Linked DNA regions of Oryctolagus cuniculus: region 2 is linked to region 1. Evidence: chromatin contacts called from public Hi-C data. All regions are on one chromosome and are shown on one strand. Each heading gives the region's core, a stretch centred on a gene start, on an enhancer-like site or on the middle of the called end of the contact. The rest is flanking DNA. Distances are from core to core; before and after follow the strand shown.

Evidence for each region. A called contact is a pair of places that touch in the nucleus more often than the background predicts.
Region 2: a Hi-C map of psoas muscle shows a contact between it and region 1, with 8 times the contacts expected there. The contact joins two enhancer-like sites. A contact is called at or near these places in 2 of 6 Hi-C or Micro-C datasets (psoas muscle and skin fibroblasts).

What each region holds. Positions count from the first base shown.
Region 1 is chr7:30,143,656-30,146,355 of mOryCun1.1, forward strand. No RefSeq gene overlaps it. Among named protein-coding and RNA genes, the nearest start is that of DPT, 130 kb to the left of the region's middle. Within about 2 kb of position 1,381, at least 1 of the 8 cell types and tissues checked has an H3K27ac peak or open chromatin away from gene starts, as enhancers often do.
Region 2 is chr7:30,299,822-30,302,642 of mOryCun1.1, forward strand. No RefSeq gene overlaps it. Among named protein-coding and RNA genes, the nearest start is that of TBX19, 170 kb to the right of the region's middle. Within about 2 kb of position 1,275, at least 1 of the 8 cell types and tissues checked has an H3K27ac peak or open chromatin away from gene starts, as enhancers often do.

The DNA of each region.
Region 1 (2,700 bases), core at 131-2,630:
TGCTCCCTGCCTGACTGTACTAGAATATTCTACGCTCAAAATAGTAACAATCTGATGGGTTAGTCCCTGTTTCTTGCGAGTAGTGACAGTGAGTAGCACCAACAACTCCTCCTCTTACCTCTGCCAGCCATACCACCTTCTTGAGTTTTCCTTGTCCTGCAGACCAAAAGTCATTGAACCCAGTACCCAATCCCTCTGCCTTTGTTCAATGTAGATCAAGTCACAAAGTGCCTTTCTAGTGCAGGCAAAGCATTTTGTAGGGTCTGATGCATTACCCCTAAGAGGCAGAGAAAAGGAATTCCTTCTAATCAGCACAAACATGCCTTGGAAGTCCCCACGGTCCTCCGCCCAGTGCTACCTCCTGGGATTCCTATTTGCTGTGATGAATCTCTCACTCCACCCCCCAGCAGAATCAATTTTTTAAAAAAATACTAAATGTAAAATTGAAAGAGCTATGGATTCAGGGAGAAGAGCTGGTGTAGGAAATTGGGGTTGGGGTCAGAATTGTGGCACAGGGAGTTTAGCTGCTGCCTGGGTTGCAGGTATCTCATATGAGAGCCAGTGGTTTGAGTCTTAGCTCTTGTTGCAGTTCTGAACCAGCTTCCTGCTAATGGGACTGGGACATCAGTTGAACATGATCCTGGTACTTGGGCCACTGCCACTCACACAGCAGATGCGGATGGAGTTCCAGGCTCCTGGCTTCAGCCTGACACAGCCCTGACTGTTAAGGGTATTTGGCACATGAACCAGCAGATGAAAGGTCTCTGTCTCTCTCTCTTTCTCTCTCTCTTTCCCCCTCTCTCTCACTCTGTGTGTGTGTGTGTGTGTGTGTGTAATCTGCCTTTCAAATAAATAAATAAATCTTTTTCTCAAAAAGAAGAAAACTGGGGTCATGACAGGGTGACAAACCACCCCTTTTTGCCCTGGATTAGGAAAGGACCTCGGATTTTTAGCTTGGAAAAGTCTTCGGCAGACTGGGGCAAGTTGGTAACTTAATTCAGTACAGGGGAAGTGCAGCAGGGTTGTTTCTTGGGGATTGAACTTGGACTGAAAAGGATTTTTTTTTCCTTTCTAAAGTGCATAAGAGAACATTTGCTCCCTAAAGAGTGGATTAGGAAAAGGACAATTATTCACGAACATTTTATGAGCTTGATTAATAGAAGTTGATGGGGAATATAAACAAGACAGAATTCTGGGAGAAAGCATCAAGAAATCTCATGGACTAATAATGTTCAGAACATTTAATCTTCAGCTATGTCTTGTTTATGCCAGTTGTAATGGCATAAGCCATAAAAAAGGCCTCTGTGTCCAGGATGGCACTCACTCCACCTCACTCCACCCTGACTGCCTCCACCCCCCTCCCCTGACACTTAGAATAGTAGCAGCAGTCTACTGCCTGGTATTCACTGGGCATTGAACATGGGGCTGTTGGAAGCCCTCAGCAGCAACACAGTGGGAAGAGTTTGGCCTAGAAGTCAGGACACCTGAGTTCTATTTCCATCTTTGCTCCCTCTGACTGTATGACTCCGAACCAGCACTTAATTTCCCTCCACTGGAAAGTGTAGAAAACGATCCCTACCTTGCTTCTTCTCTCCACAGTTGGGAGAATTAAAAGAGGAATAATTGGTTTCCACTGAGTTTCAGTGACCTGCACCCTGATCAACAGTTCCCAGGATGACTCATCTTTTGCCCCAGCTTTGGGAATCATTGGATCTACTCTAGATAAATAATTGATTTTTGGCATATCTTGGGCAACTTCATCTTCTTGAACAGAGTAGCTTGAACTCTGAAGGTATAAATTAAATTTCTTCCCAAGCCTAATTAGGCTAAATTTATACACTCTTAACTACTCAGTCAGATTTTCAAGTACCCAATGTAGAGGTGCGGTGTAGGCTAACCCTAACCAATGTCTAAAGAGCCATGGCAGGCCGGCACCGCAGCTCACTAGGTTAATCCTCCACCTGCGGTGCCGGCACACCGGGTTCTGTCCCGGTTGCCCCTCTTCCAGTCCAGCTCTCTGCTGTGGCCCGGGAGTGCTGTGGAGGATGGCCCAAGTGCTTGGGCCCTGCACCCGCAAGGGAGACCAGGATAAACGCCTGGCTCCTGGCTATGGATCAGCTCGGTGCACTGGATGAATAATATTCCATTTGTATACCAAAGTTTATTTCTTCATTCACCTGTTGCTGGACACTTAGGGTATTTGCTCCTTTTTGGCTGTTGTAAGTAATGCTGCAGTGAACCTTGGCACAGAAGTGTCTGAGTTTTACTCTCCATTATTTTTCGGAGTGGAGGTACAGGGTCATATAAGTCTGTATTTAGCTCTTTGAAGAACTGCCAAATTGCTTTCTACAGCTGTTCCCACCAGCAATGTGCGAAAGTTCCAGTTTATCCATATCCTCACCAACACTGGCTATTTTTTTTTTCTTTTCTTCTGTTTTCTACAGCCATCATGACTGATGTGAAATTGTGCACAGATTTCTTTAGAACATACAATCCTCTTACAAAAGTCATCAATCAATCAATACATATGAACTGAGTATCACCCATACACATTGCTTCATTTAGAAAATGTTTCCTCAATGGTTTTTTCTACTTACTGCTTGTTGAATTCTTTATTCAGCAGAGGGTTAAGCCTGTGTTTATAGAGTAAATTAAAAGTATGTCATTACAAAAATTAAAAAAAAAGAAAGGAAGGTGGAG
Region 2 (2,821 bases), core at 25-2,524, 160 kb after region 1:
GAGTGTTGATTTTCTCTGAAGTTATGTAAAGCCAGGTCAAGGTCTTTTAACTGGTTCTGCATATTATGTTCACAGAAATGCAAATATTGGCATATGTTATACAAAGATATGCATGAGTTTTTAAGATTAAAACACTTCAAAGAATGCTGTCACCTGCAGCAGGAGCTCAGACTCTGAACGCTCACTTTGCCAGACTCCTTCTCCCGCAACACCAACCCAGTCAGTGTTTGAGCTCAGTCAAGTGTCTCTGCTGTGATCTTCCCAAGCTGACTCTGCTAGCCTGACCACTGGCACAGTCCTTGCCCAAGCTCTCCTGCTCTCTTGCTCAGGTTATTGCAGCTGATTTCTGGCTGTCCTAAGAAGATACCCTGGAATTACAGCAGCTCAGCGCCGGAATCCCCTCCCAGCCTCTGCTCTCTACCCTTCTTTCACCTGTGCCCCAATCACACCAACCCCCTCCCCAGCGGTTCCCTGGAAGGTCCTTGTTCCACATCTGTTCCACACACGTCTTTGTCCACTTGACCAACAGCTCCTCCTTTGAGAAAGCATTTCCTGCAATTGGACCAGCAAACCTGCCTTTCTATATCCTGCGCTTCCTTGGGAAAACCAAAACCTCAGTCAGTTCTCCCTGAGAGAACTTTCTTTGCTTCTGTTTCTGGGATAACTAAGCAACCCCATACTTTTTCAATCAGGTCTCTTTCCCAGGCTCTATGTGAATCAGCAGGAATCAATCAATGTGTTTATTTATCTGAGAAATTAGCCCGAGGCAATGGAGACAGGCACCATTTCAGATGTATGAGACTGACGCGCTGCCTAAACGGGCACCATTTTCCTACACCTTGTATCTCCCACCTCCCCAGGAGCAAATTGTTTTAAGTGGCTCTATAAACACACACTATAAACTTGCTAAACATGCGGAGCCAAGGATAAACAGATGAGTGCCACACATCCCTACTGCGGAGAAATTAACAATTTCTGTAGCTATTTCTTTTTCCAGCTCCTTCCCAAAGCCAATGCTCACCTAGAAGGGCACATGAACTCACTCTGTCACTAGCTGCACCAGGGAATAGCCGAGGAGAGGCCCCAAGGAGAACCCTGCTCAGCGAATCTAACACAATGCACAGAGAATGCTGCATCGTCACCACGTGGGAGGTGGAGGCTCTGCAGGACACCCGGCCCCTGGTTCCCCTCTTCTCTCCTGTAGTAATCTGCTTCTCAAGGCCTCCTGCCACACAGAACAGGTATAGGCTGGCATGTGGAGTCCAAAGCAGCTTGCTTCTCCGAATAGAGACCTTTGACTTTACAGAAATAGAACTTGAGTTAAACCCTCAGGGCTGCAGTTGGCTTGGCCCTGATTGACACAGTTATCAGCTTTCTCCACACACCCCTGCCTCCCCTCAGAGGTTTTGCTCAATCTCATCCTTGTGGCCCATATACACTGCTCTCTACCCTCACCCCTTTAGCAATTCTCTTCCCTCTAAACAGTGCCAAAACTGTTTCTTTCAGGTACGAGGAAGTAAGTTGCTCTCTGAGTGGCTGTAGTTAAACCTCTTTCTCCATGGTTACGGGAACCCTGTTTGGCCTGTATCTCAGATCCTGTCCCAGAAGTCTTCCTACATGCGTGTGTGACTTTTCTGGCATTCTGCCAAAGGCAATTTGTTCTAGAAGACACCGTTACCTGATCTTATTCTTTTCTTTGTCTTCCTCACAAGGTTTGAGCTTCTAAAACCCCCATTATGTCTCAGCCACATGGATAAAGCTTGTAGAGTCCTTGAATAGTATCCAGAATATTTCATAACTACGGGAAGAGCAGAATTATTCAGGTGGAGTGTATCAAACTCTACATGGCTACATACTAGAGAAAGGGAGAGAGGGAGGTATTGTTGATCCAAATCCATGGGTCCAACTGAATGCCTGAAAAGCATTTGACACCTTGCGAATGGAGTTACAACTCTGGCTTCAGCCCAACCAGCTAAAAGCATTTTATCAGTTTCACAGGAGAAATTGCTCTGGCGGCTACTCAATGTTTTCGACTATCCCTGCAACCAGCAGGACTCGGGTAGTTCTGATCAGCCCCACTCCAAACTTCTAACTGAAAATAAAAGGGCTTCTGAGTCCTTGTCAGTGCCATCAGCAACAAAGACCCAGGGACCACTGGATGCTGTTGACCCACTGAGGATGCAACAGATCATGGGTCCTGCTTTCTCCTCCTATTTTGTTAAGAGCTCCTAAGTTGAATAATTGGTCACATAAGTCCAATGAGACTAAATTCCCAACTGGTAAAAATGTTGATTGTCTGTGTTTTCCCAGAAACCTGGACTAGTCTAGGCACAATGTGGCCTGAGACACACGGATCATCTGATGCTGCTTGTATTATGTTACCCACAGCTCCCACTTATGCAACCCAAGTACTCATCGTGACCCCCTGCTTACTCAAAAAATCCCTCTACTGGCTCAATATTTGTTCAGACATAAGCATATCTACACTCTCCAGCTGGCCCTCGACTGTAGAACTGATGGGGGTTCACTCTGGACTCATCATGAACACCCACAGGCAGGACTGGGCACCTAACCACATATCATCCTCTATAATTCTCCAGTTCCTACGAGCGCCTCTACTGCTTCTGCTTCTGAGACAGAATAGCGCAGTGGTTAAGAGCACTAGCTCTGAGCAGATCTGGATTCAAATCCTGGATTCCCCAATTCAATTAGCACCCATAGAATGCCAAGCCTGGCACAGAGTATGCCTCTCTGAGTGCCACCCATACATACAATCATTGCCCAGAGATCAAGAGCCACCTTTTCATTATTTCCTCCTTAG